3 separate regions of the Mus musculus genome follow, and regions 1 and 3 are each linked to region 2. A link is a contact called in public promoter capture Hi-C data. All regions are on one chromosome and are shown on one strand. The core of a region is the stretch at or near the end of the contact, and the rest is flanking DNA. Distances in the headings are between cores, read along the strand shown.

Region 1 (2,787 bases), core at 229-2,728, 1.2 Mb before region 2:
GAGGCCAAGGATAGACGCCCTACAAGGCACAGGACAGTCTCTCCCAACAAAGTATCAACCAGCTCCAAATGGGAACAGTCCCTGATAAAAACAGACCAACCCCCAAAGCAAAGCAAAGCACCATACCAGCACCAGCACCACCAACAACCCTGGGCACATTCCATTACCCTACTTGTTAGCAGTGTGACTTTAAGCCTAAGAGCCCCTGTGAAGGGCAATAAGAGCACACACTCTGACATGGGTGGTATGAGGAGGGCCAGAGAAATAGCACCCCTAGCACTCTCAGGACAGTGCTGTTCTATATGAGGCTGTGTGTGACGTTCTGTCTACTATCATGATGGTAAAACAAGAGTCTGAGACCGATGCTTCTGCAGACATTGAAGGTTCAGAAAGGCTTATTATTTAAAATCAAAATTAATAAAGGGAAATGATAAATCACAACCAGAAAAACAAAACAAAACACTTCTGTGGAGAACTTCTCATCAATGAAACAAACCAATATTGGCAGACCAATATCAAATAAATACCAAGTTTAAAATTAAGAAAGAATCCATGAATTTTTTTCAGAAAAATTTCAAAGCAGAGAGTAGGGGCCCACTGATATTGAGTAGCATTTCAGACCCACTTTGGTCCCTCTCCTCCATTAGACTTCAGTGCAACTGATCAGATTCTGCCCATCTCTACCCCACTGATACCCCTCACGGGGAAAATATTTTTCAAAGGAAGTGTTCTCTAAGACTCCCAGCCCCCAATCTCCTTTGTCCGGATCATATTCTTGGGCTCATCTGAATAATATACTTTATGAGAGCAGGAGAAAATCAGGCATAGCCGTGAAAGTAGGCACTTTACTGAACCTTGACAACTTTGTAAGTGGCAATATTACCTCATCCTCTATCAAAATATGTCATCGAGCTAGGTCAAGGATCAAGAGCTACAGGAAAGCGAGGTGAAGAAACCAAGGGTTGGTCTTCCCCAGATATATTAGTCAGCAGCCTTAACAGCAGCCCAAAAGAAAAGTCCTAAATTCTAAGAAGGTCCCTAAAAAGTCATCACAAACTGGGTGATCAAATTAAACCTGGATAAGCTTTCTCCGGGGCTTCTGTGTAGAGAGGAACAGTTACCACCATAACTCTAACTCCTTCCACAAGGATTTCTTCTCACAGGTAGTCTTTTCACGAGCAAACGGTAAAAGAGCTCTCGAGAAGAGGGGGAAGGAGTCTGTGAGGTCGCTAGGGTCTCACTAGCCGGGAGCAGGGCGAGCTCGGGGCTCCGGCAGCAGCTTACCTGCTCGTCCTCCTGCATCGAGGCGGCCAGCGGAAGGCCGTCCGCCACACGGGCGATCATCGTCAGCAGCACCATCTTCCCTGGCTACGGAGACCAGGCCGCCTCAGTCACTGTCCCTTCTTCTCCGGCGGCGGCCAGTTACACCTCCGGCTGAGGTCCCCAACAGCTAGCCGCTGGCGTCTCCGCTTCCCGCTGAGGTGGCCGGAAACGACTTCAGAGCTTTCCACTACCGGTCCTTTCAATTGGCTTCCCACCGAGAACCACAACCACCGGGAACTTTAGTTCCGCAGTCATTCCTCCGACCAAGTCCCGCCCACATTTGTGAATTTTTGTTTCCACTAAGTGGTGTCTCTGCAAGAGGAGTGGCGCTCAAGCTTAGTAGGGCTTGAAAGGTGACTGAGAGCGAACTTTTTAGACGAATGGAGTATGAAGCAACTGTAAAGCTATGTATTTTCAGATTTTTTTTACAGAGCATTTTATGTATAATATTTTATAATCTGTGTATGTCTCAGCAGAGATTCGTTTCTTGAGGGTTTTTCTGGCCTGGGTGTTTATACTGTCACAAAGTTCTTAAACAGTTTGTGGTAAGAGATTGGCAAATAGGAGCTGGAGAGACCGCCCCAGGGATCAAGAACTCTGGCTGTTCTTTCAGAGGACCGGAGTTCAACTCAGCACCCGCATGCTGGTTTACAACCATCAGTAACTCCAGTTCCAGGGGAATCTGACACCTTCTTCTGGCCTCTCCAACCTTTCCATGCACGTGCTGCACAGGCAGGAGCGGAAGTAAGCCACCCCCACACATGAAACTTTTAAAAAGAGATCAGCAATATTTAGTATTATATATATTTATTCATATATATATGTATATATATGCATATATTAATAAATGAAGAAGTACAGGGGGATCACATACATCATTAGCCTCCCCAAATCTAGGTTCTTGGCTGCCTCTATCATGGTATAGAAAGGGGAATCTTACCAGGCTTTCCAGTAATTTGGTTTTCACTTGCTTTTGAAGCAACCTCTAGATAATCACCGTTAAGGAAGAGTTCTCATCTCTCTCTTCTTTGGTGTCCTCATCAATGAGATAGGGATATTCTTGGCCTCAAGAGGGTTTTTGTAAATATTAAATGAGAAGAACGTGGAGGTACAGGGGTTTTGTAAACTTAGAAAAGGAAGGAAGGAAGGAAGGGAGGGAGGGAGGGAGGGAGAGAGAGAGAGAGAGAGAGAGAGAGAGAGAGAGAGAGAGAGAAAGAAAGGAAGAAAGAAAGAAAGGAATTATACAAATATACTTATTACATTAGTAATAACTATTCTTTGCTAAATACTTAGTGTCTTATGATTATCTGAACATTTAACTAAACAACTCTGTGAAATTTGTTAGCTGAAGGCTCTCACTTTATACTTGGGGAAGACTGCAAAGATTTTTCCAAGCAGGTCATGTAGTTAGAAGTGATGTAAACAGGCTTTGAGCTCAAGTTCAGCTCTAGCTACTGATTAATA
Region 2 (2,949 bases), core at 106-2,605:
TTATTATAATTGGGGGCGCTGGCACTGGCTAGCATGCTGCAGAAACCTTTTCTTAAAGCATAGCCCTACCTCTCTATTGGCTGACAGCCTGGCAGAGCCAATTTTATATCAGAGAAAGCAGTCCCAACATTCTGTTCTTTTTTTGTTTTCCTGGGCAGAAAAAAAAAAAAAATGGAGGGGGTGGGCTAGGAAAGTGGAGCTAAAGACACTGGCAACGTGATATCCAAAATAAGTTGAGACAGTACGTCCTACCTTCTTCCCAAAGCCATTTCCTTCGATAGCAACAGGGAGCGCAGTCTGCAAGTCATTGGTACACTGCTATTTTCACTTTCACAAGAACCCAAAAACCACTGAAGAACAAAATCTCCCTCTTCCCTGTTACCTTCCAAACCTCCTCTTTCTGTACTTCAACAAAACCTACTAAGAAGTCCTCAGCAATATGCTATTTCGGCTCACTGAGGATGCAGAAGGGGGGAGGATCTGGTTGAGAAGTGGGAAGAAAAATAAAGAGTAGGTGAGCCGCAAAAACGGAAAGAGTACAGGGGATAGGTCATCGCGAAAAGACAAGGAAGGGGACTGAGAGCAAATTGGACGCAGATTTGCCCGAGAATTCACCGAGGAGACAAAAAAAGATGGGGGTGGTATTAAAGAGCGGAAGCGAAATGAGGGGCTGATTGGAGACGCCGCGGAAATGAGGGATAGGCAGGACCCTGGCCCTGATGCCCAGGGTTTGCGACCAGTGCCCGGAGACAGCGGGCAGCAGGTACCGAGAACACCGGTGTCAAGGGAATCACGGGTGTGCGGGCAGCCTAAGACCCGGTTTCCAGCCCTAGGAGCCAAGGACCTACGCGGCGCCGGAGCGCGGGACACACGGGGCTCTTACCGGTAGTTTGGGATTGACCTCGCCCTTACAAAAGTGGCAGAAGAAACGGTGTGCGGCGACAGCGGAGCCCGCGTCCGCCCCCGCCGCCGAGGCCTCCGCCATGTTTCGCCTCCGCCGAGGATGTCCGAAAGGGCGGCCGGCGGTCCCTCCCCAGGCCGCTACCTCCCGTGCTGCGGTCGCCACCGCCGTCGCCGCCTCCTCTGGGCGGCCCGCCGCTCCGAGGCCCGCAAGGGTCACGTGAGTCCGCCCGGCCCCGAGAGGCCCGCCCGCCAGCGGCCACGCGACCCGAGGCCCGCCTCCCGGCACCAAAGGCAGAGGAGAGCCCGCCCGCCGGCACCTCAGACAGCCCCTGGCCGGTCCTCCAGCCTCCCAACGAGAGGAGAGAAAGAGCGTCCCCGGAAACCACCGACACTGTCGGCTAGAGCGGCCCGTGCTCTGACCCTTCCGCGTCCGCCTGGATGGTGCTCTACTTCTAAGAAGGGGCGATGGGAAGCTCATGAGCTGAGGCTGCTGGCCTCGGGAGGACAACATTTGGAGCTTCTAAATTAGCCCCGACCCTGAGGTTAGTGAAAACGCTGCCGGAATGAGGAGGCCCTGACTCAGGGCCAAGAAACAAAGTCCGGAACAGAAACTTGCATGAAGGGAGAGGAGCCAGGAAATGCATTCAAGGATGGCAACTGGTCTAAGGATGTTTCTCCAAAGACGTGTGTGTGGCTAAGTGAAATAGTCTTCTCTGCGACACTGTGGCAAGAGGGACAAAAATTTAGGTTCGAGAGAGTTGGAGCTTGTGATAGGGAGGTAATTTCAAAATCAACTACACCCATTCCTGCTTGTGTCTCATGATGTAAAAATTTAATATGGTTCTCAATGGAACATAACTTCATCTCCTAATTGAAATACCCTAAGAAGCTCTTTTTTTACTTTATCTATCTAAGTCGTGGTTTATGGCTTGGGAATAAGTTGTACCCCACTGGGTCATGAGCCTTAGGTCTTTGTATCTGTGACAGAAAGTTATTCGCACTTTCCCTCCCCCTTTGCTTTTAAAGGTCTCACTCTGGACCAGATTTGCTTGGTATTTATTATGTAGCCCAGGCTGGCCTTCAGTTTATGACAGTCTTCTAGCTTTAGTGCTGGAAATACAGATGTTAGCCACCATACCGAGATGAATCCAGTCTTTAAAGATTATTGGAACCACAAACCACATATATTCCCATTAAAATAAATGGCATATATAGGGGAGGATGGCTTGCCTTTTTTTTTTTTTTTTTTTTAATTTTAATAGGATCTCATGTAGCCAACCTGGTTTTGAACTCAATATGTAACCATGAGCTCCTGACCCTCATACTTCCACCTCCTAAGTGCTGAAATTGTAGGCTTGCACCACCATACCTGGCTTTAGAAAACAAATTTGATGTCTAGTTTTCTAGTTCTTTGTTTTGGTGGGTGGTGGGTGTATTACCCACCAGAGTCTTGCTGTATAACACAGGCTGGCTTTGAACTCACTTTGTGCCCAGGTTGACCTGGAACTATTGATTCTTTGACTTTGGTCTCCTGTGTGCAAGAATTACAGGCAGTGTACACCATCATATCTGACCATTGCAATTACTAAATGACAACACATTAGGAATATTTTATGGTAGTTATATTGTATGAAGTCATTTTAAATGTTGGCATAGTATACTCTCTTAAGGTTATACTATAATTTATTGATAGATGCTAGATTATTTATGTCAATGCCAGTATTGTGAAGAGAACTCATGGCATGGTTTTTACTACATCCTTGGAACAAAGGATCTCAACTTATAAATATTAAGGCAAATATATGCCTTAATATATAGAGGGTTTGATTTATATTGTCAAGTTGCCCTCTAGAAAAAAAATATGTGAATTTATATTGTTGTTCTTTCCTAGTTCTGAGGCTCTAAGAACGATGACTCAAGCAGAGATTAAACTGTGTTCTTTGTTGCTGCAAGAGCATTTTGGTGAGATTGTAGAAAAAATTGGAGTCCACCTAGTCAGAACTGGAAGCCAGCCACTTAGAGTAATTGCCCACGACACAAAAGCAT
Region 3 (2,914 bases), core at 392-2,891, 1.1 Mb after region 2:
ATAGAATAGGGTTTATTAAGGGCATGGGGAGGGGAGTTACGAGGGTAGTAGAGGCAGAGAAAGAGAGTAGAGAAGTAGAGGAGTCATGAGCACGTGGAGAGAGAGGTGGGACGGGAATGGGGAGAGAAAGGGGAAGGGAAGCAGGGAAAGAGCAAGGGAGGAGCAAGAGACCAAGAGGGCAAGAACTAAAATAAGTCTTTTTAAAGAAAGAATTCATTCAAAAAAGAAAAAGAAAAAGGGGCTAGAATATGGCTCAGTGTTACAGTTACAGCATAGTGTTATTTAGCATATATAAGGTCCTAAGTACCATTCCCATAAATGGGGGAAAAAAAATCTGAGCACACACCCTTTTATACTAAGCATTACACTTGTCTAAGTCATCTGTGATAAAGCTTAAAGTTAGCACAGTTCATACAAATGTAAATGTATTTTATTTTTCGTTTGTTTAGAACGAAACAAAACAGGGTTGCTCTGTGTAAATGTCCTAGCTATCTTGGAATTCATTATGTAGACCAGGCTGGCCTTGAACTTAGAGATCCACCTGCCTCTGCTCCCCAAGTGCTGGAATTAGAGGTGTGTCACCACTGCCTGGTATAAATGTCAATTTTTATGATTAAAAGCAAGTCAAAAACTATCAGCAATTATATATCTTTGAGGTCAAAAGAATAATATTTAAAATGTGCTATGGTTGTGCCTAGTTCAACAATTTTATCTTGCTTTCTTTCTGCCTCTGATCCTTGTGATCTTGGAGTTTTCTTCCTTTTCCTTTCCTCCCTAAATACTGTCTGTCCAGTCTTTGAAGGCCTACTAAAGACAAGTGAGGCCTTAAGGTGAATTCTATCTCTCCACTATGCATATATTAAACACTTAGAAATGGATTTTTCTTCAGTTGTATGTAAACAGAAATTTATACTTAAGCCCTTTAAAATGTTTATTATAGTCCCTCTTTTGTTATGGCTGTCTGTTACATTAAACTTCTCCAGGGCTGAAATATTGTCATCTTTTAATTTTTATATTCTCCATAGCAACTAGCACAATATCTTTAACGTTTTAACTGCTCAAATAAATATATACTCATTAAACAGCACCAGAAATACACACCAAGAGTCTTACAAACAATTCTTCATACAAGCGTATATTTCAAATATAATTTTCAGGGGAAGTAAGAAGAGTGAAGGAACAGAACACAGAACAATGCCTTAGGGTGCCAATTCCATTTGGCATTATTTCCAAACCCAATCCAAGAAACTTTAACACCCCGGGGAGAATGGGGGCAATTTTCTTTGAGGAATTCATCATTTCCCTGTGGCCACTTATTAGTTAAAATACCCTACTTGAAAACATGATGAGCAACAACAAATAAGTAAAAACCACCCTTTCTCTCTAAAGTAAAATACTGACCAGCTCTGTTGGATGTTAAGAAGTGTTATATTTGCTCACCTGACGTTGCTCCTGAGCTGCAGTGGGACGTAGGCTGCAGTTCGCGCTCTCGTTTTGGAGGGCACCTGTTTCCCGTACCCTAGGCGGGTTCCAGTAGGTGAAAAACTTCTCAGCCACACAGAGAGTACAAACTTCCTGATCCTTCGTTGCAGAGAGGGAATAACACATCAGCTTCCTCAGGATCACTAGGCAACCTACCTTGGTGTTTCTTCATTGGGCCAATCAGAAACCCCCAAGTTTGACTCTAGCCAATCGGAGCTTACGAGGGGAGGTCCTCCGGGCTATTGTGTTGCGATCCAGACAAACATCACCAAAAGGAGGCAGGTTTGGGTTCAACCTGACAGCTGGTCTGTCCAATGAAGGAACCTCGGTGGCTGCGAGGAAAAGGCTGCATCCCACCCCGATGAAATTACCCAATCAAAGTATTCTGTGAGATAGCACAGTGCTGCCAATCACGAAAGGATTCTGTTGGCCAATTTCAGTGTAGCAGGTGTTTTTCTGTAGCTGTCTGTATTGGCACTGCTGGTTAAGAAATGTTGGCATCCAAGCAATAAGGCTAAGAGTAAACTCTGAGCTTAACTTTGCCTCTAGAAAAACGTAATCTGACTCGGTTTGTGCTGTTTATACTGAACAGCATGGGTACTATTACACACATAACAGCTCTAGAGGGATGTTATCCCACTTTGATAATCCTGTAGCTACTGTACAGTTTGGAATATGGCTGCTAAAATTACAAGACGGAAACAGATCAAGTTTTTAGGTCTTCCTTTTCTGAAGCAAAGGAAGCAAATAGCTTGGGTGGGGCTAGGTTCCAGGTCTCTCAGCAAAACAATTGTTCACACTACCACTCAAAAGTTCTAAAATGTGTCCACCTCGCGAAAGATATACTTACTTAAATTCTCTCAAAATTAATAGCTGAACACTTTCTGTTAATTAAATAACTAGAAGCCCTGAAAGACCCTGCACACTGAGCATCTTAGTCATGGTATTAAGATGCCGGTCTTTTTTTTATTGGCCATTGCTTTTATCATTTTTGCTCTAAATACATATTTAAAAGTTGTTAATAGGGCTGGTGAGATGGCTCAGCGGTTAAGAGTGCCGACTGCTCTTCCAAAGGTCATGAGTTCAAATCCCAGCAACCACATGGTGGCTCATAACCATCTGTAATGAAATCTGATGCCCTCTTCTGGTGTGTCTGAAGACAGCTACAGTGTACTTACATATAATAAATAAATAAATATTAAAAAAAAAAAGTTGTTAATAACACACTATATCAAAATAGCAAACATTGTTTTAATAGCACCAAGTAAATGGTACAGTTTTAACATAAGTAAAAAGTGTATCCTTACAGAATTTTAAAGTCAGAATAAACACTTCAAAAATGGTTTTAGAGGGCCTTAAAACTTAACACATTTAAAAAAAAAGCTTTCTTTAAAATAGAAGGCAGGTTGTATTCAGTGGATATGAGCAGAAT

Evidence for each region. Promoter capture Hi-C pulls out the DNA fragments that hold promoters and counts their contacts.
Region 1: a promoter capture Hi-C map of liver shows a contact between it and region 2, with 2.1 times the contacts expected there. The contact joins the promoter of Sec22b here to the promoter of Polr3c in region 2. A contact is called at or near these places in 5 of 39 promoter capture datasets (3T3-L1-derived adipocytes, hematopoietic stem and progenitor cells, hippocampal neurons and 2 more).
Region 3: a contact with region 2 is called in a promoter capture Hi-C map of pre-B cells. The contact joins the promoter of Golph3l here to the promoter of Polr3c in region 2.

What each region holds. Positions count from the first base shown.
Region 1 is chr3:97,899,918-97,902,704 of GRCm38.p6, reverse strand. It overlaps Sec22b (SEC22 homolog B, vesicle trafficking protein), which reads right to left and starts at 1,478. Exons shown (of 5, transcript NM_011342.4): 1 at 1,285-1,478. The coding sequence starts at 1,359.
Region 2 is chr3:96,725,845-96,728,793 of GRCm38.p6, reverse strand. It overlaps Polr3c (polymerase (RNA) III (DNA directed) polypeptide C), which reads left to right and starts at 1,355. Exons shown (of 15, transcript NM_028925.1): 1 at 1,355-1,445; 2 at 2,795-2,949. The coding sequence starts at 2,814. Rnf115 (ring finger protein 115) reads right to left here and starts at 1,183. Exons shown (of 9, transcript NM_026406.3): 1 at 884-1,183. The coding sequence starts at 985.
Region 3 is chr3:95,587,661-95,590,574 of GRCm38.p6, reverse strand. It overlaps Golph3l (golgi phosphoprotein 3-like), which reads right to left and starts at 1,641. Exons shown (of 5, transcript NM_146133.3): 1 at 1,441-1,641. The coding sequence starts at 1,608. Hormad1 (HORMA domain containing 1) reads right to left here. Exons shown (of 15, transcript NM_001289532.1): 15 at 2,715-2,914. It overlaps Gm40097 (a long non-coding RNA gene), which reads left to right and starts at 1,758. Exons shown (of 3, transcript XR_867468.2): 1 at 1,758-1,930.